Regions from separate parts of the Mus musculus genome. Here all the other regions are linked to region 6. The links are chromatin contacts, called in public HiCAR-type, HiChIP or PLAC-seq, Micro-C and promoter capture Hi-C maps. All regions are on one chromosome and are shown on one strand. Each heading gives the region's core, a stretch centred on a gene start, on an enhancer-like site or on the middle of the called end of the contact. The rest is flanking DNA. Distances are from core to core; before and after follow the strand shown.

Region 1 (3,432 bases), core at 677-3,176, 720 kb before region 6:
GTCTCAGGCCCCAGTCCTTTCTCTTACCCTAGAGACTCACCCTGGAGATCGTGAAAGGGAAGGACCACAATATACTGTAGGCAGGCTCGTGGTGGTAGAAGTTCCAGCCAGCCTTAACAAGCACCATTTGGAGCTGGCTACATCACTCAATCAAAAGCCAGTCCCCCCAGGGGGACTGGGGAAGTGCCTCAGTAGGTAAAGTACTTTGCTGTGCAAACATGAGGACCTTCCGTTTGGAAGCCCAGATTCACTATGCCTCTCCCTGCCACAGTCAGCAACACAAAAACTGGGACTCCCTCAGATAGAAGGAAGCTGAGCTACAGAGAAGACATGCCTGGAAGTTCAGACCAACTGAGTCACCTGGAAAGGCCACTCCCCCCTGGTGAGCTGCCTGCAGGCTGTGCAGTATGCTCCAGGTCCCCTGCTTTGTGGGCTGTCACCCGTGCTGGAGTGGGCTGTGGGGATGCAGATGTCTCTGAGTCATTCCTGCTCCTTTGGCCCCGAACCCCGACTCCTGTAACTCCAATAAAAACTCACTGGTTCACCAAGTTGGATTTCGGTGGTGTTTGTACTTAGGTCAGTTGTAGGACTTCTACCTGAGGTGAGGAAATGTGTGTGTTGTCTCCCCAGGGAAAATGTTGTCACACAACAGTCCCAGCTACAACAGACCATGACGTTGTCCTGTAATGACAGCCAGTTTTTGTTTTTATAATAAACTTTTGCAAATAGAAGACTTTAGTTATCATAGGAAGAACATGCACTATTCAGGAAAGCAGTGTGTAACTTTCACTACGTCTAAGACCAAGGACAGGGACTTCTTAATCTCACTGGTATTCAGGGCAGATAGGGTGCCTTGCTATGACAATAATGGTAGTTAACAGTGAATTAGTAAGTACAGTTGAATAATGCACAACAAAAACTATTTAAGGACTTTGGAACTGAGGCAGGAGGATGGAGAGTTTCAGGCCACCATGAGCTACATGGACGGTTGAAAATTAAAGCAGACTGGGTGGTGGTGGCGCACGCCTTGAATCCCAGCACTTGGGGAGGCAGAGGCAGGTGGATTTCTGAGTTCCAGGCCAGCCTGGTCTACAGAGTGAGCTCCAGGACAGCCAGGGCTACACAGAGAAACCCTGTCTCAACAAAAACAAGCAAGCAAGCAAACAAACAAAGTAAAGAATTAAAACAGGCCTAGGAGAGATGGCTTGGTGGTTTAGAGCATTTGTTGCTCTTGTAGAGGGCAAGGGTTTACCAGTGTACACATGGTTGTTCACAACTGTCAGTAACTCCAGTTCCAGGGACCAGACACCTTCTTTTGTAGGCATTGAGCATGCCCATCACACATGGATATACACCTACAGGCAAACAGCCATACATGTAAATTACAAACGAATTTAATCCCAGCATCAGTGCTCAGGGAGGCAGAGGCTAGGCCAGCCTGGTTTACAGAGTGAGTTCCAGGACAGCCACTGCTACAGAGAAAACCTGTCTCTGAAAAACAACGACGAAAACAACAAGGTTTAGCTTTGTAATGCCTTTATGATCTTTGAGACAAAATCTGTGTATTCTTTTGTTGTGTTTGCTGAATAAAACAAACATAAAGGGAAAAGCACCGGCAAAATGATTTTGTTTGCTTTTCTTCTATATTATTACTTCCGATTCCTTTCCCTCTCCTGAGTTATGGTGGGTGGAGAACTTGGATTGTGAGTGTTCTGGGGACCTACAGGAGGAGGCTGGCCAGCCTGACCAGGGCTAAGTTGAGATAACGTGGGGCCAATTGAAGTGCAAGGGAAATCCAGGCGACCCAAGGACACTGCATGCCCTGGCCACAGGAAATGGTCTTGTCAGGCTGGAGAAGGCTCAGAATTCCCGAGTCCTGGGTTCGGGACCCGGGGTTTGCTCACGTGTGGCTGGCCCGTGCCCAACGCTCGCAGGGCAACCCAATGCCCAGCGTCCGTCTTGGCGTCGGTCTCCTGGCGGGCTTGGCAGCGGGCGGCGCGGTCGTCCTACTCAGCTACTGCGTCTACCTGGACTGGAGGCGGCACCGAGACCCCGCATTCCGCCGCCGCCTGCAGGACAGTGAGTGCCAGTGCGGTCGGCGGGAGGGAGGGCGGCCAAGCCCGGGCTGGTTCCCAAACCGGTGCCCCGGTCACCCGTGTCCATGCTACCTGGCTTTCCCAGCCAGCTCGTGCCTGTGTTTGCAGAGAGAAGAGCTGGACAGCCCAAGGCCCAGGCGCCCGCCAGGCAGGTGAGGTGCAGCAGACCCGCCAAGGAACCTTCTAGAAGCCCAGGGAGAAGAGGCCTGCCAGTGTGGCACACCTGCTTTATAAAGTTTTAACCTTCTAATTATAAAGGGGAAGGAAAGAAAGGAAAAGTGGGTCTGGTAAGGACACATTATGAAGATCTGGTGGGATGGCTCAGCGGCCAAGAGGGTTGGCTGCTCTTTCAGAGGACTCAGGTTTGATTGCCAGCACCCACAGGGTAGCTCACAACCATCTGTAACTCCAATCCCAAGGGATCTGTCACCCTCTTCTGTCCTCCAGGAAGCGACAGAGATGCACATGGTTGCAGACATACATGCTGGCAAAACACCCATACACATTTAAAAAAAAAGTTTTTCTTATTGTTTATGTTTTGTTTTTAAGTATAAACAGGGCTTGATACTCAGTGTGCAGAATCATCGCTTGGGAGGCTGAGACAGGAGGGAGTTCAAGGTTAGCCTGGGCCAAAGAGAACACTGTTAGAGAGAGAAAGGCATCTGTAAATTACATGTGGTAGGGACGGGCACTCTTTTTTTTTTTTTTAACTTAGAAGAAAGAAGAGAAACTTGGTCCTTCTCATATCCTCACAGGATGCCTAGGCCCCCCAGGCCAACATAGATTATGATTGACTAGTTGGGTTTTGATGGTGATTATTATTTTTTAGACAGAGGAGGAAGATGGCCCATATGTGATGGTCAGAGGACAACTTGTGAGGTCCAGTCACTTCTGTCGCTGGTCCCATGTGTCTAACTCAGGGGGTCAGGTTTGCTGGAAAGTGCTTTTTAACCTGATGAATTAATACTGTCTGTATTAGTCACTTTTAAAAACTGCCTCTTATTCTAGTGTGTATGGATGTTTTCCCAGCCATATGTGGCTATCAATGGTAGCATTTAGGGGTCAGAAGAGAGCATCTGATCGCCTGGGACTGGAGCTAAGAAAGTTGTGAGCTGCGGTACAGATGCCGGGAATTGAACCTTGGTCCTCAGGAAGAGCAACCAGTGTTCCTGACTACCAAGCCACCCTCTTCAGCCCTCTCCCTTATTAGTTATTTTTAAAGAGGATTCGGTCATCTTGGCTATTGGTCCAGCTTTTGTTAACTCACATGAGCCTAAAAGCGCATGAGAACTCTCACCTTCCCATCTTTCAGGTGATCAGCTTGTGCCTACTTAAG
Region 2 (3,799 bases), core at 431-2,930, 860 kb before region 6:
GTTCCAGGAGATTCAAAGTCACCCTCTGTTCTCTGTGGTCACCTGTTCTCACGTGCACACTTCCTCCCCTCAAACATGTAAAAATAATAAAAATACTACTACTAAGCAACCCTTTTTCCACACTCGGAGGGAGGCTGAAACACAACGAATGAAATGTGTGCTGTTGGTTTTTCTTTTCTTTTTCCTTTTTTTTCTTATGAAAGACATTACCTAGGCTTGGAGTGATAAACCAGGGTTGTAATTCCATCTTTAGGTAGAGGCTGAAAGATTAGGAGTTCAGTGCCATCTTTGGCCAGCCTAAGATACTTGAGACTGCTTCAACAAAACAACGAACCAAAATAAAGTTGATTGATAGTGGGTTTTTAAAAATGTGTTTTTATTGATGTTTGTTTTGTTTTCTTTTTAGACAGGGCTCTTATATTGCAAGCTGGCCTCCCGTCCCTGCCTTCTGCATCACCCTGCTGGAAAATATTTTCTAGCTATATAAAATAAAAGTCTCCAGATATTTATTTATTTTGTTTTTTTGAGACAGGGTTTTTCTGTATAGCCCTGGCTGTCCTGGAACTCACTTTGTAGACCAGATTGACCTCGAACTCAGAAATCCGCCTGCCTCTGCCTCCCGAGTACTGGGATTAAAGGCGTGTGCCACCACGCTCGGCTCAGATATATTTTTTTAAATAAAAATATTTCTAACGTTGTATTTACAATTGGGATTTAAAATCCACCCACCACTAGGTCAGGTTCCATGCCCACTCCTTTGATTTATCTGTTGCCCTCCCTCCACTTAATACTTAAGATCATAACCTGATAGTTGTTAGAATGAGCCGAGCAACTGGAGTCCCCCAAGCCACCTTAGCCTTTCCTAACGCTAAGTCTCATAATCTTCCTAGTAGGAATGAAGATATTCTAAAGAAGCTCTTGTGCTCCTCTTTTTGATAAGACTCCAAGAAACTGGAACTTCTCCAGGAATTACATGCTGGGTGAAAGAAGGCTGAAGCCTGCCTGGTTCCAGCCAGAGGGACAGCTTTCTCTCACACATAGATTTCACACCACCTTGCAGGAGAGGCTAAAGTTGAAACCATGATGGAAAAGGTATCACACCTTGACCGAGGCTGCTTAGTTATGCACAGCAGTTGAACCAAACGTCATGTTCGGACTCTGATGATGAACTTGGTCGGAGGATGGGGGGGTCAATTGCCTCCTTTTGTTCCTTTTCCTTTTTTTTTTTTTTTTTTTTTTTTTTTTTTGGTGTTTTTGAGACAGGGTTTCTCTGTGTAGTCCTGGCTGTCCTGGAACTCACTTTGTAGACCAGGCTGGCCTCGAACTCAGAAATCCGCCTGCCTCTGCCTCCCGAGTGCTGGGATTAAAGGCATGCGCCACCACGCCCGGCTTTGTTCCTTTTCCTAAGGTGGGTTTTTCCTTCCCCGACTTTTAAGAATTCCTGTCTGTGTGGGCTACAGAGGACAGGTGCCCAAGCCTGTCCTCCTTAGGATTATTAGCTACTTAGGACTATTAGGAACTAGGCTCTGACCTTAGCTCTTCCAATACCAGTTTCAGTTGACACAGTAGCAACTTCTCCAGGGAACCGCCTCTATGGTTTCTGCGCACGCGCGCTCTCTGCTTTTTTTTTTTTTTTTTTTTCCCCCTACAGTTTTCGTCCCAGCCCACGGAACAAGCCGCAAGAGGAAAGGCTATTGGTGGAGAGCGCAGCCAATGGGCGAGCCTGTTACTAGCCTGCGCCGTGTGCGGCGTAGGAGCGGCGCTTGAGGCCTGGAAGCGTTCCGCGGCCTGCCGGGTCAGCACCATGAGCTCCATCGGCACTGGGGTGAGTCTCTCCGCGCCGTCTCTTCCAGTTCGGGGTTGAAGGCAGTGAGGAAGCCCGGCTGCGGCTCGGAGGGCCGCTGGATCCCCGGCGCTGCCCGAGTCCTGGGGACCCGCGGCCTCTGTCTCGGTGACCCCGGCTCCCGCGGCGGTTCGGGCCGGTCCTGTCCGCCCCCGTGCAGCGACAGCCCCGGGTGCTGAGTCACTTTAGTCTCATGCTTAAGGAAACTGAAAGTGGAGACTCGCGGGCCTGCCGCAGTGCGAGCTCCCCGGCTCGACCCTCGAACGGCCCCTTGCAAGCCCCTGCTGGTCGCAATGCCTCGGCCGGATCGCCGAGTGCGTCGTGCGGCCGCCGCCGGCCCATGCAGGTGCTGCGGAGCTGTGTGCTGCGGTGCTGCTGACTCACAGGCCTGCCCGGGCTTCCCGGACGGAACCTAGTTAGTGGACGTTCCCTGGAAACGGGACACCACCTAGAAGAAAGGCTGGATCTCATGAGTCCTTGCCTTTCCTTTGCGTTCTGCTTTTCGCGAACAAGCTATTTTAAGCGAGTCTGTAAGCATTTAAAGGGTTATCTATGGGCCTAAGCGCCTCCGATTTGTAAGGAGTATTGAGGATTTGCGAGCTGGACTTTAATTTGTTGGGGCTAAATACACCCAGTGTGTGCAGCGATTTACCCCACCTTTCCTTTGTCTCCATATAGAACTACTTAACAGTCTCGATTATTTGCAGTAGAGGTAATGAATGAATAATGCGTTTCTTGGTTATCCTTGTTTCCCCCATTATTTTGATGCTCACCAAGTGTGGTGCACCCCTTTAATCCTAGCACTTGGGAGGTAGAGGTAGGAGGATCTCTGAGTTCGAGGCCAGCCTGGTCTACTTAATGAGTTCCAGGACAGCCAGGACTATGTAAAGAGACCCTGTCTTTAAAACAAAACACGCGCGCGCGCACACACACACACACACACACACACACAAACAAAATAAGATTTGCTGCTCAGAATTAAACTCGCATACTGTGTTCTTATGCTTAGAATTAAGTGGTTACAAGATATTAATACTATGTAATACTTTTGGGATAAGTGCTCAATAATATGTCTCAGCAAATTGGCTTTGCAGTTGTAGTAATGTTATCCTCTGTCAGTGGTCAATCCATGTGGAATATTTTAATATGAAAGTAACCCTGAGTTTTAGGAAGTTTCACGGTTGAAGGCTTGTTTTCTGGCTGTCTTCTAAGAATTGTAAATACCAGTATTTGTCAGTCATTTTGGGCCATTTGGTTTTCTTTTTTTTAACCCCTACTGCTGGGCAGTTGGGAAGGCCAGCCGAGGGCCTCAAGAGCTAGTAGGCAAGCACTGAGCCCCAAATCCTATATTCAATTAAAGAAAATAGTGAGTGTGTGTGTGTGTGTGTGTGTGTTTGTAGGGGGTGGGGTTGAGATAGAGCCATACTGGCCTAGAACTCTGCATCTTTCTGTGTCAGCCTCATGAGTGCTGGGACCCATCCGTATTGCTTAGATATGCAGCAAGAAAGGATTATTATTTAATTTTGAATTCTGTATGGACAATCTTCCGTTGTCTTCAGCTTAATGAACATTTCAATTCTGGTTGTTCAAATGAAAGTCCATTAGTTGTCTTTTTTTTTATTTTATTTTACACCAAGAGCTGTCCATTAACAAATCTGTGTGTTTTTTACACAGCATCATTTATGCCTAGGGATTAAACTACAGTGTTTGTGCTGCCAGACAAGCTCCACTCCTAGATCCATGGTTCTGTCTGACATTTAATGGTGCTCCTAAAAGCTTGTTTCCTTTCCTTTTGTGTGGTCAGAGCCACCATTGTTTGGAATATCTGAGCTCCACACCCACACTTGTCTACATTTGTTTTAGCCCAAAGCCAGAGTGAATTTTTTAAAAAATTTCTATGTGTATGTATGTTGCACCACATATGTGTCTGTTGTCTATCCAAAGCCAGAAGAGGGT
Region 3 (3,337 bases), core at 294-2,793, 710 kb after region 6:
AAAAAGTTGTAATTCTATTTTGAAAGTTGAAGGTAAGATAGATAGTCCAGTAAAGCCGGGCATGGTGGCACATGCCTTTAATCCCAGCACTCAGAAGGCAGAGGCAAGCTGATTTCTGAGTTCAAGGCCAGCCTGGTCTACAAAGTGAATTCCAGGACAGCCAAGGCTATACAGAGAAACCCTGTCTCAGAAGAAAAAAAAAAAAAGTAATCCAGCAAGTGAAGAGAGTCAGCATAGTTATAATATTCTGTGAAGGTTACCTATAAAAAGGCAGTATTCCTTTCATGTAGAATCATTTCAAATAAGAATGGAAAAATACCTGCGAGCCATGCTTAAGGCCTAAGTATTTATGACCTCACACCTTTCTTAAGTATTTGTAAACCTGAAAGTATTTGGGACTCTCCAAACAAGACTATAAACATATTTTTCAAAACACTGTTTTTACTTTATCAGTTGTAATCCGATCCAAATTCAGGAACCTTCTGATATCACTCAACTTCCTTAGCAGAGCTTCCTACATAACCTCAGACATCACCAACACTGTATACGTAACATGCAAAGTGGAAGTCCCCACACTTTGATGTGTCTTACGCTGTCATTGAGCACATCTATCAGTCCCTCTATTTTATATTAAAATCACTTGTAGCCCGGCGTGGTGGCACACGCCTTTAATCCCAGCACGCGGGAGGCAGAGGCAGGCGGATTTCTGAGTTCGAGGTCAACCTGGTCTACAGAGTGAGTTCCAGGATAGCCAGGGCTACACAGAGAAACCCTGTCTCGAAAAACCAAAAAAAAAAAAAAAAAAAAAAAAATCACTTGTAGACTCCAACTCTGCTTCATACAGGCTCGCCCTGGAATTTTTTTCCTGTGGCAAATTCAAGAATCCCAACTTCACTTGAATGGAGATCTCTTGAAAAAAAAAAAATCCAGTTGCTAGGGTGACTATCTACAACCTGTGTCCCTGGGCCCTGGCTCGCTGCCACAGACAGGTTCATTATTTTACATGGATATAGTTTATAATGTGCCCAAAGTACTATAATACTAAGAGCAAAAATATAAATATAACAGGCACATGTTACCATTTAAAAACATTCCCATCCCTGAGGCTGTTTGAATGGCCTTAGTTCTGTAGTCATTAATGGAGGTATCCGAACCCTGGGGGATTGGACTTTTATTGCACTTCTGAGTCACGGGTCTGCCAATCTTGGAAAGCCTAGGCTCCCCAAGAGACAGTCAAGTCATCCAGCTCTCCAGCCTCGAGGTTGCCAAACGATGGACTCGTCACCAAGGCAACCACGTTCCTTCGTCTGGGCGTGGCCCGGGTGAGAGTTCAGAGGTGGTGCTTAGGCCGCTCAAGAACCAGAGCACCAGTGCGGAAGAAGTCTGGGCGTCTCCCACAACACTAGCCCGCCCGGCCCTGCGCGGAGGAAACCCCGCCTACCCTGCGCTGCTGTGCCGCACACATGAATCCGCCTCCGGCAGAACCAGGCGGCAGGGGGCGGGACGAGACGCACAGCCCCGCCTCCGAGCGCGCGTGCGCACTGACCCCTGGGAGGCACGAGCGCAGTTGATCTTAGCCATGGGAACGGGAGCGGTCCTGGAGGCCTCCGGTCAGCTGCTGGCGGGGCCCGCATCCATCCTCGGGCAGGAGTTCCCAACCGACTTCAGCTGGGGAGATGTGGTCCCAGGACGCCCTCGCGTCGCCTCTCCCCTGCGGTGACTCCAGGTATGTCCGTCCCCAACACACCTGAGACTTCGTTGCTGCCTTAGTTTCCACCCCTGGGTACTACTGGGTTCCTTCACCTTTTAATACCTCAAGAAACATCTTTCGCTCTCCATGAAACAGCTTTTAAATGCAATTATTGCTCTTTTTAATGTACTGAGCAAATTGAGTTGATCGAGGTAGTGATCCAGTTTGGCTTTAATGTGACTGAGAATACTTTTGCAGCCCGTGGAGTTACGTTTTATTTCTGAGAGGCCTCTGTGAAATGGAGAATGGCCCTTTGGCCCTGCTGAGGGATGGCCATGTTACTCTAATCAAGTTCATGGCCTATGCCCCTTAGGTAAGATCACTCTTTCTTGGTTTATCTCTGTCTCAAGCCCTCCTGACCAAAATTTGTTCATTCTTGGCCTCCTGGATATGTATAGCGCGTTTCTCAGGTTTCTCTGTCTCTATATAATCCTTTGCGTGTCAAAGACCAGAATTTTTAAAAATGAATCCCATTCGTTATTTATTAGACCTCTGAATTGTATGCTCTCTTATTCTCATGTTCCCCTTATTCATTTTTTCCACTATGGTTCTATTTTTTTTTCATTAAATCCCTGAGTTTAGAGAGAGAGCATTCATATTATTTTATATCTGCTTCCATTCACACCCAATCACCCATAATTTCTCACAGCATCCAGTACAGATATTGCCATTTTAGTGATTTAACTGCCTGGATCCCAGGCTAGCTACAGGTTATGCCTTTCCTACCTTTAGGAAATGCCTATTGGTTATTAACTGCTGTGGAAAATCCCGGGCAGGGGACCTTTGCATCCTCCTCTGTGAGAGCTTTCCTGAGGTACATACAATTCATTTTCTGGAAGTATACAGCTTACTGGTTTTGAGCATCTCAACAGGTTTGCACAATCATCTCTACAAGTTGGTTTCGGAGCAATTTGATTACCTCCAAAAGAAATCTTTTCTATTTAGCTGCTTTTTCTCTCTCCTCCCCAATATTCCTGCTATTAGTTGTAGGCAATCACTAATCTTTAGTCTCAACAAAATTATTTCAGATACTCGATATAAACACAACCTTAAAACATGTGATCTGTGTGCGTGCATCTAGCGAATTTTATGTTGCAGCTTGTATTATTCATTATTGTTTATTAGTATATTAGGCAGATATGCCCTGTATTATTTAGCCATTAGCCATTGGCAAAAAGAGTTTGCCAGTACTAATAATGCCGTGGACATTTTGTATAAATTTTTATGTAGGCATGTTTTCATGGATATAATACCTGGTAATGGAATAGGTATGTCAGAGGCTAATTCCCTTGTTTGGCTCTTTGAGAAACTGACAGATTTTTTTTTTTCCCAAAGCATAGCACCACTCACTGTACATCCCCACTAGATGTATTTGAAGGTTTTACATTAACCTCATCAACACTTGTTCTAGGCTTTCATTTTTATTTTAGCCAATCAGAGAAATTCACACTATCTCATGGTAGGTTTGGCTTGCATTTCCTCATGGCAAGCTTCATTTCCAGCATGGTCTATCACCCAGAAACTGTCAATTCTTATCCTTAGTTTATCTTTTTAAAACCAGGTTGTATTTTCATCATTGAATTGGGA
Region 4 (3,565 bases), core at 93-2,592, 930 kb after region 6:
GAGGTGCTACAAATTCATCGTATTCCCAAAATACTGAGTGATTTGGAGGGTCAGTGAAGATAGTGTCTGCTGGGAATTGGCAGTCTCACATGTGGTCCTGCCATTGATGTCAGGTGTAAAAGTGAAGAAAAGGGAATCATCTTCCATAAGTCGTGGTGAAAATATCAGAAATGGTTACCACAACATCCAAAATAGAGAAATAGTTTGCGGGATGACAGCCGGCAAAAGCAGGTTGTATTTGATCTAAGAGTCAAGACAATGGAGTGGTTTATAAGAGACACGAAGTAGCGGGGTGGCAAACTGCAGTAAGCACCAGAGAAAAGGGGAAGGCCTTACTGAAATTAATCTTGTTACTGGTCTGAACTCAATTTGGCTAATAGTTTTAGTATTTTTTTTTTTAAAGCATTAGCCTATTTCAGCGGAATATATGCTTTTTCTTTGTATTATATCAGAATCTCTCTTAAACTTCTATTCCTGCGAATTTGGTTGTAAGGGTTAAGCTGGTGACTGAAAAGCTGGGAAGGCACACCCAACCAATGGGAACTCATACTGGTGATGTACTGCTTTCCAGCTCTGATTCATTGGCTGCCTAGGGTTTGTCATTCTATCCCGGCGTCGGCAAGCAGCGTGGGTCGGGTTTTCTGTGGTCGAGCTAGCTAAACTGGATTTTGGCCGCCTGCACGTGCAGTTACCTTTTGCTCATCTCTAGCTCTCCGTGAAAGCAGCTGTCACGTTTCTGATTATCCTCTAGATTTTGAAAAACCCTCGGTTCCATTAGCCCCACTGGAGGTCTTTGGAGGTGCCCGTTGAGCCCGAATCACGTGACCCCGTAACGTGCACATAAATACAATTCGGAATCCCTGCAGGGACTCGGGGACAACCCGCGAGAAGCTCTAGCTAGGCACGTGTCCCAAGGCGTGAACGGTTTGCACACGCACGTCTGCGGTATGGCCGCGGCACTCGTGTGCGCCTCGTGGGGTCGAAGGGGCAGGCTGAGTCCCCTGTGCCGGGCGCTAACCGAGACTGCACCTGGAGACCGGCGTCCGTAGGCAGGTGTAAGAGTCGGGTGCGGACGACGACGACAGCCGGGTTTGGAGAGGCCCTCTGCGCCCTAGCGCGAAGGCCGCGCGCCTGGCTCGCACCCAGGACGTCCACGCTCCCTAGGGATCGGCCCGCGGCAGCGACCTGAGGAGCAGCGCAGGGCAGTGACGTCACCGCCGCCCCTCCCCCGCCCAAGCCGCAGTTCCGGCCCTCCCACATCCGGGTCTCTCCAGCCCATGGGCCGCGCCGCAGCTGCAGGGCCGGGGGTGGGGGAAACGGCGGCGCGGGGCGGGGCGGGGCCGGGCGAGGGGCAGCGGTGTCGAGAGCGCGCGTGCGCGGGGCCGCGCTAGAGGCGGCGGCGGTGGCGGCGCTAGGGGCGGGAGCGCGCGCAGGAGCTAGAACGCCGTGGTCTCCGCGCCGGCCGGGTCCGCAGCTCGGGATCGGGTGGCTGGGGCGGGGGGAGGGGGGCCCAGGCAGGTGGGGCGGAAAGCGATGAGTCCTCGGCGCCTCCTCCGCCTCCCGCGGGCCCCGCTCTCTGCCTCCCGCTCCGACGCCCGGATGATCTGAGCCGCGAGGGCTCCGAGAGCCGGGGGCCCGGACCCAGCCCGGCTCCTCCCCTCCTCCGCCCGGGCCCGGCCGCCGTCGCGGGACCCCGTGCCCGGCCGCCGTCGCCACCGCCGCCCCGGCCGACCGAGGGACCCGCCCGCCCGCGGCTGCTCCGGGTAAGCGCGGCGCGAGGGCGAGGAAGAGGGCGAGGGCGGGCGGGCGGAGGGCCTGTGCGGCGGCGGCCAGGCCTGGGGCCTGTAAACAAGCCGGGCGTCTGCCCGGGCGATCCCGGGAGGAGACGCGACAACTCCACCCCCTGGGCGGCCTCCTCCCCGAGCCCGCGCCGGGTGGCGAGGGGTTAACACGCGGCGGGGGCGGAGGCGGGGTGTGTGCGGCGGCTGGGAGGGGGCGCGACCCTCGGCCGGGCGGGGCGGACACTGGCGGCCGCGGAACTTTCGGGGAGCCTGCAGCGGGGTCTCCCCTTGAAGCAGATCAGCCCGTGAGTTCACTGGATTTGGAGACTCACCCGCTGGGTTGAAAGTGAGGCCCCCAACTCAGTAGTGATGCCTCCATTTCATTCATTATTCCGGCTTGGAGCAAACCCATTGAAGTAAACTACAGGTTTTGCATCATTTTGGCCTGATATATTGGAGGAAAGTTCTTTATGTTAGAGTTTAGTTTAGGCTTGGCTCCCTTCTGCTTGTAGGTTGTAAACACACTCGGATCCCCTTCTTGAAAGACAGCTGGCTGTGGAGAGCCTTCTGCCAACTGGAGTTTTAGATCTTTTGCAAATTTCATCATCCAAAGTGTTTTTCTCTTTTCTCAAACACTACACGATACTTAGAAATCCACAAAGGTCAGAGTCTAAGCAATCTACGATGCCGCCCCCACCCCAAGTTTCCTGATAGTTGGAATAATGCTCCTGGTATATTTTTAACCGCGCGGTTAGAGTATAAGGAGATTGGCATTGTTTGAGAAGAATAAATGATTTTGACGTTACGAAAATGAGTAGTTTTCCACGGTTCAGAGAAAAAAACAAAAACAATCTTTTTAAACCCTGGCTTTCAGATTTCAAACATGACTACTACTGGATGGAGGAGAAGCCTGCTGAAGAATCATAGAACTTAAATGATTGTTTTCTGGGCCTTAGGATTTTAGGGTTTCTGAGGGCTCACTACATAGTGCTTGGTTCTCACCTCCCTTTAACCTTTTCTGTATTCTGGGCCTTTGCCAAAGATTATTTCTGTAGTTACAGATGAGGAAACTAAGGACCAGAAAGATAGTGAGCACACACCCACATACTTATCTTCAATACCGCCTTTATTGCCTTAATGTCTGCTTGACTGTTTAATAATTTGAAGCACAAAGCAGATCATCTTCCCAGTGCTACAGTTCTGGGCTGCATTTTTGTGTGTGTGTGTGTTTGTTTGTTTTGCATTGCTGGGGATAGATTTAGCTCGGGGCCTCTTGAATGGTGCAAGACCAAGTTCTCCTCACTTGTCTTGTATATACCTGATTGAACAGTCAGCTATGTTGGGATGACTGCTTTTAACCTAGAAGCTTACAGCAGTAATACCTTGAAATTATAATGAACTATATGTGCAAGTTTCTTCAAACATTTGTATTAATACTAAACACTTTTACATCTGGGGAGTAATTATGTTGGTGGTATCAAATATTAAGATGGATAATGTTTTATATTAGTTGTAATACATGTTTGAAAAATAGTAAAATTGGCCACTGGAAGCATCAAGTTGCTTCTTGCAGGGTTTGTGTCCCTATTTTTCACATGGAATGAATGACTACATTTCAGTATGAAGGGCTGTAGTGACCAGCCATAATTATAGTATAACCTGTTGTAAGGAATGGTGCTCTGCCAGAAATGTGCTCGAAAATATCTGTGCCCAGGGACAAGGCATTTGACCCTTTGAGCTTTGGAATCAGTAATGCCAAGGGGTAGATTACATCATCACATGTA
Region 5 (3,375 bases), core at 517-3,016, 830 kb after region 6:
CAATATAAACTAATCAGTACCCCCCCCCCAGAGCTGTGTCTCTAGCTACATAGGTAGCAGAGGATGGCCTAGTTGGCCAGCAATAGGAGGAGAGGCCCTTGGTCTTGCGAAGATCATATGCCCCAGTGCAGGGGAATGCCAGGGCCAGGAAGCAGGAGAGTGGGTGAGTTGGGTGGGGAGCAGGGCGGAGGGAGGGTATAGGGGACTTTGGGGATAGCATTTGAAATGTAAATGAAGAATATATGTAATAAAAAAATTACACCGCAAAAAAAAGACTAAACACACCTACATTTCAGACATAATTAATGTGTTAATAACTTTTATACAGTCACATAATTTATAAACTGAGTTTAACTCAATCTTCCATTTAAATAAATGAGGCCAAACACAAACAACATCCACAGGCTGCTATTGACCGTGAGCTTACAGATACATCCATCTGTCTCAATGGTGCTCAGTGGAGAGTTACAGTTAAAAGATGTATGGGGTATTTAGGATTCTTGCCCTCAACACTGACAGTCTCCGAGTCACAGCCATGCCCTCTCCTGTTTTGCAGCGCTGAATCCACAAGCACACTGTGCAGTTGCATTTGTCAGTACTGCAACTGTTTGAGCCAAGGCAATGCAGCTTCAGAGAAAAGACAGCAAGGATGCCTGCCAACATCTGGGAGGGACATAAAATCCAAGATCCAGCTGTCACCTACTCCTGCCCTGCTGACTTTGAATGCAGTACCTTCTGAGCCACCAGCTACTTCAAAGCATTTTTGTTCGGGTGCTTTGTGTATTTTCCACCACGAACAGTGGAATCCCACTTAGTCCTTTAAGGATCAGAAAAGCCTACCTAGGGAGGCTTTGAGTTTCTCTGTCAATGTCTTTAACTGAAAAACAATACGAAGAGTGCCCATGTCATCAGAATTGTTAACGCCAAAGGTCAGAGGCTGTCTGTGGCCTGCTGAACACACTGCCAACGTGACATAACACCCAGCAGCATCTGTGAACTGATATATCGGAGCATGTGAATCATGTATTAAGTGAACATTAAACACCACGCAAGCTGCAGATCGAAGTGGAGCGGGCGAAACGTGCCTTACTGTACACAGAATGATCTCCCTCCTGGCAAAAAGCCAGCTCAGCGCTTTCTATTGCGAAAATTTTAACCAAGTGAGCAGGTGAGTAAGTGATTCAGGCCAAATTTTCTTTGGGTGCTTCCGGGAAAGTAAAAAGTGCAGGATCAAAGAATGTTCCGGCCTCTTAGAAAGCAAGGGACACACTCTGCTCTCCATGGTGCCTTCCCTGAGAGTGTCCGGGGATCCTACGGAAGAAGTCTGTGTCTTGCAGGCATCAGAGAATTGCAGCGCTCTCTTGGGGTTTGACGTTTTCTATCCTAGTCTGGGTAACAAATCAGGGCCATTTTCGAATTAAGACAAGCGACAGAGTGGGTACTGCCTGTTTAGCCCCTGCCTCTTCCTCCCGGACCCTCAGCCCTTGGTCAAGGCTCAGCTTGGCAACAGCTGGGAGGGACCTCGGCCCTGATCTTCCTTAGAGCCCAGGCTGTAGAGGATGCTCACCTGGGCGTCGCCCTTGCCATTCAGCCCACAACAAGGTCAGGTCCGCATCCGCCCGCAAAAAGCGCAAGAGCTGCACAAGGGGCAGGATCAGCGCGCACAGCGCCAGCAGCCACAACAGCAGCTCCCAGCTCATCGCTGTCCCTTGCCTACCCGACTCTGCCGCAAGCGGAAGACAGTCGGCGCCCGCCCTCTACGCGGCGGGTCACAACCCGGGGCTCCGCCTAGCGAGTCCCCGAAGGTGGGGCTCCATCTGTGTCCCGGGCTGCACCACGGCGTCTCTGCGCGTCCCTACTGCGTGCAAGACTGCCGGGGTGTTGCAATAGAAGGCATGGAATCTTGGGAAACTGCTGTTGGGAGAGCAGTCAACAAGATTTGTGAGGGCATGAAGGAGTCTTTAACAGCTGTTTTTAGGACGACTTTTCAGGGCTTTGGTGGTGCCTTGGCGAGAAACAAAACAAAACTTTGATCACTGCCCGCTCCGACCCCGAGGCCCCATCCCCCGCTCCACGCTGGGAATTGTGCCCAGGTCCTTCTTCGCGCTGGGCAAGCTCCCAAAAGCTGAGCCAAACCCTCACTCACTCTTCCTAATCTGTTTTCCTTTCACTTTAAGCTTGTGGACTGAGATAAGCATACCGAAGTAACTCAGCACTTGAACTGGGTTGCCCTCGTGGACTGGCCGCTTATATTTAGAAAAACATTACAAATGATACTCATATTTGGCCAAAAGTTGGCTATCATGGCCCAGAGTAATCAGAACATAAAACTAACTGGGCTAGAAGGCAACTGTTGCTAAGTTCCAGGAGCTAAAAACACTCAGGTTGGTGTCCTCCTGCCACCGTTTGTAAATGATGCCATTATCATTTGACAGCATTTGAATATGGAAAGGCCTCTGTGCACACTAATTGCTCTGTTCTTTCTTCTGTGTTTGTTAGTATTGTTTTTATAAATTGTCACTTTTTTTTTTCCGAGACAGGGTTTCTCTGTTTCTACTTTGTAGACCAGGCTGGCCTCAAACTCAGAAATCCGCCTGCCTCTGCCTCCCAAGTGCTGGGATTAAAGGTGTGCGCCACCACGCCCAGCTGAATTGTCACTTTTTTCATTGCAGTGAGAAAAGGTTTACAAAGGTCTATATTTTGCATCTTTAGAGTGATCTATGCAGGAAATATTTGAACTAGTGTTAATCAGAAATTGCTGTGGTATAGTTCAAGGTGCATGTCAGTTAGCTAAACTTTTGGACTGCCATTTGGAATAATATTGGTCAAGAATTGCTCTAATTGACGTATCACCTGGGCCATGTGAATTTTATTTTTATTTTGTAGCACATTACTTTTGTAATAAGATGTCTTAAAATACCACACAGAGTCTCATGATGAATCTTATCCCAAATGTTTCCCCTTCTGTAAAAGGACAGGACTGCAGTGGATCTAGTGTTCCGATGGGTCACAACCCCAAGCTGTGGGGATGAGGGATCTGAGACTGGGACATTGGGCTTGGGAGACTGGCAGGAAGCTATGATCTCTTCCTGTCCACCCCTAGGGATTAGACCCGGGTGGGTGCTGAGTGTCGAAGTGCCAAGGCAGAGCTTTAGAGTGTTTTTCCGTACTGGAGCTGGAGAGGTGGCTCTGCTGTTAGAGGCACTTGTTGCTCTTGCAGAGAACCTGGGTTCAATTTCCACACCCACATGGCAGCTCACATCTGTTGGTAACTCTTGTCCCAGGGGATCCATTTCCCATCTCTGACCTCCGAGGGCATCAGGCACTCACATGGTGCACAAACATACTTTCAGACAAAACATTCATGCACACAAA
Region 6 (3,628 bases), core at 852-3,351:
AGTCTATTTTGCATGCTGTCCTTTATACGTGGAGGTATGTGACACACCCCGTAATACTGTTATAGAGAAGGGATTTTTTTTTCCTTTGAGCAAGAGTTTATTCCTTTTTATTGCAGAGAACTAAGAGAGCTTGCAGAGAGGGCATTTCTTCTATAAAATTATTTCTCTGAGTGCCTTAACAGCATGCTTTCATCTCTAAGGACAAACCTTGCCTGATAGAGAGGCTCCGAGTTCAGTTTATTGACTCAGTAAAATCCAAGCTCACTGATTATGTTTCCACCTAAAAGCTTTCCACAGTTATAAGATTGGGGGAACATTTAGAACCATGTGAGGTTGGGTTTCTTTCTGAATATTTTCCCACAGCCAATTGAACAATACATTAAGCCTACCCATTAGTTGGAGCATCACCGCTTGTACCCTTGTTCTGATGGCCAAAGGAACAATTGTGTTGTCTAGGTTCCACTTCAGATATTTGAAATAGAATAGATCAGAAGAGCAACAAAGTTATATCCTGCTTCTGTGGAGACAAACGGTTCTGCTCTGTACAGAATAGGCTTGTCAAAAGACGATCAGAATCCAACAGCAACCTCCTCTTTCACACACACAAAAAAAAAAAAAACCCAAAAATCAAACAAACAAACAAACAAACAAACAAAAAAACCCATCATTTTCCCTCTCCTCTGAGATGCTCCTCTAGTTCCAAGAACGTATTTCACTTGAGCCTTAGTGTTTGAAGCAGAAAAGGGAAGATAAGTAGTGATGTGATATTCCACCAGCAATTAGGTGAAGAGTAGTTGGAAATTTTAATTGTCAGTCTTCATTTCCTGAGAAGCAAAATCTTAATTTTGCTGGTGGAAGAGGGCGTGTGAGCTGATCACAGCAGTGCCATTGAGAGTGGAATGAATACAGCCCCCCCCACCCCCAAACACACACACACACACTTGGACATTTGTTCCCTCTATTTAAGTTTCTCACCTTTGGTGTTATTGAATGAGATCATGAAACCGAAAACTTTTATGTATTAAAACCAAAATCTTCCAGAAGGGTCAGAATTTCACTTCACACCCTTTGCTAACACTTGAATACACATAAAAGTGTCTGAAGATCGGGGGCAATCCTTGAAGGGTACTGTTTGCTTAAAGGTCTTAAAATTTTTATATTTTTGAAAGGAAATGTGCGGGGAACAAGGGTGGAGGGAGTGTTGTGGATTTTAAAATTTTATATATGAGTAATTAACTAAAACTTTGAGATATGCATGTTATCTTCGGAGGAGCTGAGAGCCACCAGAGCGGGAAGTCCCTAAAGGGATGAACAAAAGCATGGCTGTTCGATAGTTTTATCTCCACAGCAGCAGGCTTTCAGACGCAGGATTGTGGTGACTGTCTCTGTCTTCTATTACACAGCATTTTCATTAGTGACAGCCGCCGGTTTTTCTCAGGTTAGCCAACTAAGTTGTCCCCAGCTTTCTTCTTGACCACTCGACTCGGTCTTGGTTTAAAAGGGAAAAAAGGAAAGAGAGGAGGAAGGTGAACTAACCCAAAGTGTGGTTCAAGGAGATTCCTTTTTTTCCGCGGCTGGCGTTGTTTGATCCTTGGGGATGTGAGGAAATACTGATTCAGTATTCAACCCAGAACCCCTGGAGTCCTATGAATTAGTGGTTTTGAGCAGGGAAGGAAGAGAAAGGCTTTTATGGACCCTTCCCAGATGGGGGCAGGAGAGCCCAACCGAACAGAAGTGCCTGGCGGGTGTGCGCGAGTTCAGGACGCCCCTTGGTCCTGCAGCCTACCCGCTGGCAGGATCAGAGGTCAAGTCAAAGGGCACGGCCGCTGGGTGCCTCGCCCTCTTCCCCAAACATTATGCCCCTAGGCTTCTGACTGACCACCACTGGTTCTGCTAAACTGGAGGGCGGGGAGGGGGCGGGTCTGGGGGGCGGGGAGGGGGCTGGCACAGAGGGACAGAGATGCACCTCGGTAAATGTAGTTCCTGAGCGTGAGGATGGAGAGACTGTTTCGGCTCTGTCTGTAGGACTAGGACTACAACATCCAGAATCCTAAAGGCGAGTCAAAGCGTCCATGCGCAGTGGGTGCCACCTTGTGTCCTATCAGAGGAGACGAGGGTGATGTCACCTGCGAGTTGGTAACCTACGAGCGGCTGTGAAGGGAACTGTTTAACCGGATCCCATTGTACCGGGAGCGCAGAGCGGCCTTTCCAGCATGCAGCGGCTGCTCAGGTGAGGGGACTCCTCGGCTCGCCCGCCGCACTCATTCATTAGCGGCACCGCACCGTGGCGCGGGGTGGGCGTGCTGGTTCTTCGCGCTGTCGCGGCGCGCCCTCCTGCTGCTTCCCGGAGCTCCGGGGCCAGTAGGTAAATATTAAACTCGTCCTTCAGGTTGGGTTTGGGTGGGAACAGGACCGAGACAGCTACGAGCTGCCAATCTAGGCTTTGGAAAATGGCTGCAGCACGGCTCGGAGCGAGGCGAGCCTGAAGGAAGGCATCCCCGAGGATGGGGTCCCTCCCTTCTTTCTTTCCGAGGCGCTCGGTGGCCGTGGAGCCGGCCGGGTACATCTCTCTTCTTCCCGGCCACAGGCTCCCCGGGGCCAGGGCTGAGGGAGCTGCGGCAGCGGGCGGCGCTCCTGGGCCGCTGGCTCTGTAAGATCCGTGGGCATGGCCGTGACCGCGATTCCCCTACCATTCCTATCACCTTCGGGTCAAGTCATACTCAAAACGGAGGGGCTGACTAATCCAGGCAGTCTCCGAGTTTACTGTGTGCAGAGAGAAGAAGGAAACCTGGCATTGCGGAGGCCGCGAGCCGGCGGCTAGCTGCGGCGCGGGGAGGCTGCGTCTCCGGGGGACTGGATGGGGTTCCCCGCGTCCTGCTTCGAGGGGCGTATCGCAGTCTTGGCTCTGCCAAATGGAGCCCTGCAAAGGGCACCTGGGCGTGGGCTAAACGCTCTCCTTAGAACCATGGTGGTGATGGGGTGGTGGATAACCTAATGATAAGGTTCGCTGTGGGGGCAGGAGGGCTGGATAATCGGGTTTATCTAACTGGTGCCCAAACCAGCTGTTTGGGATTGGCTTGTCTTCTGACTAGAGAGGAGAGCAGGGCGAGGCGAGGCCGGGCCCGACCCGACCGGACCCGGCCCGGCTGGACAACTCGAAAGTCTTCTGGCTTTTCTTTTCCCTTTTTGCGTCAGCTCCATTCGTTCATTTACTCACATTCATCAAACCCTTCTACGGTCCTTTGCACGTTGCTTACAATCAAGGTTTGGGACGTTCTGTCCCCTCCCCATAAAATGTTTTACTGTGCTCAGAAATAGATTCCTCCTCTCAGTCTCTCTCCTCCACCGTCAATGTTGGGAGAGCATCCAGAGCAAATGCTGCCCGTGACCGTTTTGCCCCCATTGAATTGGTAGTTTCTTGAGATTTGAGCCGGACCTAGTGAATTGAAGCATAGTTTGCCTGCAAGACGAATCCGGTTGCCATGGCGACTTCTGCCTTTGGAATCTTAACAGCTCGCACTGCTGTTTCAATTCGTTGTGGCTCTGCGGGCAGCTGGGAGGGTGTGGTCGGGGGGGTGTGGTCAAATGTTTGCCCTGGGCCCAGCTGCTCCCTCTTCCTCACCCTCCT
Region 7 (3,542 bases), core at 804-3,303, 820 kb before region 6:
CTTTTTTCTTTCTTTCTTTCTTTTTTTTTTTTTTTTGGTTTTTGTTTTTTTCCAGATAGGGTTTCTCTGTGTAGCCCTGGCTGTTCTGGAACTCACTCTATAGATCAGGCTGGCCTCAAACTCAAAAATTTACCTGCCTTTGCTTCCCAAGTGCTAGAATTAAAGGTGTGCGCCACTACTGCCTGGCTAATTTTCTTAAAAAATAAAACTACAACAGAAAGCCAAAATTCTTCCTGCCTAAATACTCACTAATCAGACCTTTCTCAAGAGACTTTTAAATCAGAGTGGTGAACAAAATCAAGAAAATGTTAAGATTCTGACTTAAGACACTGAGTGTTAAAAAGTCTAAGAATCAAAGCTGGGTGGGCATGGTGTGCTGTGGAGCTGAAGCAGGGACGGCAGTTCAAGGTCATGAGCTTGGACTACCAAAATCCTGTCTCCAAAAACCAGAGTCCAGAAAGGAGGAGCCCAGAATGGGTGAGCTTGAATATTAGGGATGCTTTTTATCTGTGGCTTTCTCTAGGGTATAACATCAGGAAGCTAATTAAACCGACTCATTTGAAAGCTTGAACTAACAAAACATCTTCAACAACCAGTCACGTAGCCTAGTATTTGGCTCTAGTCTACAGAAAATCTCAGCACACACCTGTCCCAAGTCACAAGATTTCAAAAGACACAGGACTCACCTCTGTGATACTTTGGGTTGTCATGGAGGTGTCTGTTGTCTTCAGCACAACTCTAGAAAAACAAACAAAAATCCTCAACTGTTTACTCAACCATTTTCTAGTTTTGTGCATCACCAAAACTAAGCAGATTTTAAAAAGATAGACATGACTTAGTAAAACTACCAAAATACACTTCACAATCTTAACAAATTTTGAAAAAACAAAAACAACAAATATTAACTAGTTGATATGGCGTTAGTTCAGACGTACTCAACTGTGCAATTTACTGGGGTTAACATTTCACATTTTAATTTAGGGCATAAGCTGTTGCCCAATTGTTAAGTTTTGTGTCATTTAACAAGACAATGTGCTGACGACAGAATCCATGTCTATCTGGTCCAGAAAACCCTTTCATCTAAGAAACTGTCGTTCCTTCCTGAAGCATTAATACTTTCTTCGAAAAAATAGTATAGTATTCGCCTCATGCAGTGACAAGAGTCGCTTGTCTAAGGTCATAGTGGCAGCAGCGTCTGTCCTGGCAGGCACATTCCTCAGCATTCCGAAAGCCGGGGCTTCCACGTTTCCTCCAAGCTTCACAGTTGGAGGAAATAACTCTTCTTCCCCACGCAAGACGTTTCTAGAAACCACACCTCCTCCGTCTTTTACCAAGGTGGCTGCCACCTTGGGCCCCTGGTGTCTGCAGACCGCAACCCAGCTTCCGAAATGCAATGTCAAAGGGAGACAGAGCTATGCCGGGAGGAAGGGGGGGGGGTGTCAGTAAAATCCCGCCATCCCGAGTGAAGGGGCGCAAAGGGCCGCTTACTCACCTACACGTGCGCCCCCGACCTCGCCCCCTTCCTCCACGCCCCCCCAGCCACGCTCCGCCGCCGGCGGACAGCGGCTCCCATGGCCGCCCTCGCTTCCGGTGCTCCCAGCGCTGCGCCACCCCCGAGGCCACCCGACACCGGGAGCCTCCGACAGACCTCTCGGACGACTCCGTGACTCCTCCACCCTTCGCTAGGCGTTGTCCTGGAGGGAAGGGTAAGCCGGTGCCACACTGAAATAAACCTACCCGAGAGAGTCCGCGTCCTTCCCTCCAGACACAGAAAATGGGATAGAGCTGCGGGCTGCTGCTGCCGGGACAAAATGGCGCCGGGGAACCGGTTAGGCGCAGGCGCCTGGGGAAGAGCCGGCTCCGCCCCCGTGAAAAACCCTGGCTGCAGTTCTGGATTCCGTTTCCATGGGACACGCCACCGCCCAATCCTCGTGCGGAACTGCTCTTCCTGACCCCTTGTTCTCCAATCAGTGTTCAGTCAAGCACATCCGGAGTCGGCTCCTCCAATCAAATTTTTGGGCTCTCTTACTCAATCCTCTATCCTCCAATAACGTGCGTGTTCGGATACAGCCAATCAGAAGTGGAAGCTATCCTACCTGCTGTTTTCCGCACCAATCATGGAAGTTTCCCAGCTACATCCAATGAGAAAGGCAGACAGCGAGCTCCAATCCGAAGCTATTCGGCGTCATGAGCAGCCAATAGGAGTTCGTGTAGAAGCGAGTCTGCTCAACAGCTTGTTATTTGGTGGATTGTGGCAGTAAATCGGGGCGAGTGGGGGAACCCGGCGCAGGAACTGCCGCTGCGGCCGGGAGCGGTGCTGCCCGGACGGGGACCCACGGCGATCAGTGGGGCGGCAGACTGGAGAGCTGACAGCGCTCTGCACCCGCAGTAGGTAGGTAGTCAGCGGGGGCCGCTGAATGGGCAAAGCGGCGGGAGCAGCTGCTGCCGCGATGGGGTCCCGGTGCAGTTGGGAGCTCCGCAGGCTGAGAGGGGGATGCAGGGCGGGCTGTGCCCGGGGCGCCGGGCAGCGATCGGGTCCTGGAGTCGCGGCGGCAACTGCGGGCACGACCGCCTCCGCCGCCTCCCCGGGAAAATGGCTGTGGGGCTGGCCGCGCCGCTAAGTTTGCTTTGGAGGAGCGGGCTGCCGGGAGAACCGGCCCCCAACTCTGCTGTGCTTCTTTGGCGAGGACCCGCTGCTGGACCGCGGAGATCGGGGTGCCCGCGCCTCTCCGGGCTGTACAAAAAGTTGAGGCGGGCGCGGGAGGAGACGGCCGCTGCGGCGGTGCGGCTCGCTCCCCTCCCACACCCTGTCCTGCCGCCTCCCCGCCCCGCGCCTCCCCCGCCGGGTCCCCCCGCGCCGGCCGCCGCCGCAGGCCGCCGCCCCTGCCCCCCGGGTGAAGGAGCGCTTCTCCTTCCTGACATGGTGCAGAGCGGAGGCAGGAGAGCAATGGCGCCGTGACACTCCGTTGCCGCCGCCGCGGGCCGGGCCGGGGCGGGCCAAGGGGGCCGAGCGGCGGAGGCGGGGCGCGCGCTAGAGTCGGGGCCCGGCGGGGCGCGGACCCGGGAGGCCGGGGCGCAGGGGGCTGCGAGTGGCCGACGAGGCGGGGGCGCGGTGGGCCGGCCGGCCGGGCAGGGGCGGGACGCGCTGCCCTTTGGCGCGCGTGGGGCTCACTGCCCGCCAGGCTTTGGCTGCCCGACGGGGGTCTGTCCCGGGGGCCGCGGAGCTCGGCCCCTCCCCGCCTGCATTTGTTTACTTTCTTTCCGGGTCTCACCCCGCCTTGGACTGATCCTCTGCCTCTCTTTTCCCTGCTTTGGCTCTAGCGCCCGGGAAGAGAACTCGAGGAAGCTGGAACCCCACAGGTCACCAGTCAAGATGAAGGTAAGTGGAGCCAACTCTTCTTCTTAGCCTTGTGCCCCGGACGCTGCCAGTCCGGAGGCTGCAGTTGTGGAATGGCAGCTTTTTGTTACTTAGAATTGATTTCTTTACTAAGAAGCACTTTAAGGAAAATGACATGTGAATGGGTGAGGGGTGTGTGTGTGTG

Evidence for each region. Promoter capture Hi-C pulls out the DNA fragments that hold promoters and counts their contacts. A called contact is a pair of places that touch in the nucleus more often than the background predicts. HiCAR-type assays count read pairs that join an accessible place to other places. HiChIP or PLAC-seq counts read pairs in DNA pulled down with a chosen protein or histone mark.
Region 1: a contact with region 6 is called in a promoter capture Hi-C map of embryonic stem cells, with 2.2 times the contacts expected there. The contact joins the promoter of Tomm20l here to the promoter of Daam1 in region 6. A contact is called at or near these places in 2 of 39 promoter capture datasets (embryonic stem cells and hippocampal neurons).
Region 2: a contact with region 6 is called in a HiCAR-type map of astrocytes, with 2.3 times the contacts expected there. The contact joins the promoter of Psma3 here to the promoter of Daam1 in region 6. A contact is called at or near these places in 2 of 115 datasets of contacts at active chromatin or transcription factors (astrocytes and bone marrow-derived macrophages).
Region 3: a promoter capture Hi-C map of pre-B cells shows a contact between it and region 6, with 2.8 times the contacts expected there. The contact joins the promoter of Pcnx4 here to the promoter of Daam1 in region 6. A contact is called at or near these places in 3 of 39 promoter capture datasets (the 3T3-L1 cell line, neural stem cells and pre-B cells), 7 of 484 Hi-C or Micro-C datasets (CD4 T cells, CD8 T cells, embryonic stem cells and 4 more), 4 of 115 datasets of contacts at active chromatin or transcription factors (embryonic stem cells, microglia, pancreatic cancer cells and 1 more) and 1 of 9 other capture datasets (liver).
Region 4: an H3K4me3 HiChIP or PLAC-seq map of pro-B cells shows a contact between it and region 6, with 4 times the contacts expected there. The contact joins the promoter of Ppm1a here to the promoter of Daam1 in region 6. A contact is called at or near these places in 6 of 39 promoter capture datasets (cranial neural crest, hematopoietic stem and progenitor cells, hippocampal neurons and 3 more), 4 of 484 Hi-C or Micro-C datasets (B cells, CD8 T cells, Sertoli cells and 1 more), 5 of 115 datasets of contacts at active chromatin or transcription factors (cardiomyocytes, large pre-B cells, microglia and 2 more) and 2 of 9 other capture datasets (adipose tissue and liver).
Region 5: an H3K4me3 HiChIP or PLAC-seq map of pro-B cells shows a contact between it and region 6, with 4 times the contacts expected there. The contact joins the promoter of Dhrs7 here to the promoter of Daam1 in region 6. A contact is called at or near these places in 5 of 39 promoter capture datasets (embryonic stem cells, hippocampal neurons, neutrophils and 2 more), 1 of 484 Hi-C or Micro-C datasets (cardiomyocytes), 4 of 115 datasets of contacts at active chromatin or transcription factors (bone marrow-derived macrophages, large pre-B cells, memory CD8 T cells and 1 more) and 2 of 9 other capture datasets (adipose tissue and liver).
Region 7: a contact with region 6 is called in a Micro-C map of embryonic stem cells, with 9 times the contacts expected there. The contact joins the promoter of 3110056K07Rik here to the promoter of Daam1 in region 6. A contact is called at or near these places in 1 of 39 promoter capture datasets (liver), 1 of 484 Hi-C or Micro-C datasets (embryonic stem cells) and 1 of 115 datasets of contacts at active chromatin or transcription factors (bone marrow-derived macrophages).

The regions. Positions count from the first base shown.
Region 1 is chr12:71,109,502-71,112,933 of GRCm38.p6, forward strand. Tomm20l (translocase of outer mitochondrial membrane 20-like) reads left to right here and starts at 1,927. Exons shown (of 5, transcript NM_029227.1): 1 at 1,927-2,079; 2 at 2,205-2,248. The coding sequence starts at 1,944. Gm32906 (a long non-coding RNA gene) reads right to left here. Exons shown (of 3, transcript XR_381662.3): 3 at 1,250-2,192.
Region 2 is chr12:70,972,943-70,976,741 of GRCm38.p6, forward strand. It overlaps Psma3 (proteasome subunit alpha 3), which reads left to right and starts at 1,681. Exons shown (of 11, transcript NM_011184.5): 1 at 1,681-1,825. The coding sequence starts at 1,805.
Region 3 is chr12:72,534,814-72,538,150 of GRCm38.p6, forward strand. It overlaps Pcnx4 (pecanex homolog 4), which reads left to right and starts at 1,544. Exons shown (of 11, transcript NM_026327.3): 1 at 1,544-1,726.
Region 4 is chr12:72,759,869-72,763,433 of GRCm38.p6, forward strand. It overlaps Ppm1a (protein phosphatase 1A, magnesium dependent, alpha isoform), which reads left to right and starts at 1,343. Exons shown (of 6, transcript NM_008910.3): 1 at 1,343-1,763.
Region 5 is chr12:72,663,062-72,666,436 of GRCm38.p6, forward strand. Dhrs7 (dehydrogenase/reductase (SDR family) member 7) reads right to left here and starts at 1,767. Exons shown (of 7, transcript NM_025522.5): 1 at 1,568-1,767. The coding sequence starts at 1,700.
Region 6 is chr12:71,828,967-71,832,594 of GRCm38.p6, forward strand. Daam1 (dishevelled associated activator of morphogenesis 1) reads left to right here and starts at 2,102. Exons shown (of 26, transcript NM_026102.3): 1 at 2,102-2,365.
Region 7 is chr12:71,013,770-71,017,311 of GRCm38.p6, forward strand. It overlaps 3110056K07Rik (RIKEN cDNA 3110056K07 gene), which reads right to left and starts at 2,054. Exons shown (of 4, transcript NR_045055.1): 1 at 1,738-2,054; 2 at 687-738. It overlaps Arid4a (AT rich interactive domain 4A (RBP1-like)), which reads left to right and starts at 2,198. Exons shown (of 24, transcript NM_001081195.1): 1 at 2,198-2,392; 2 at 3,322-3,379. The coding sequence starts at 3,374.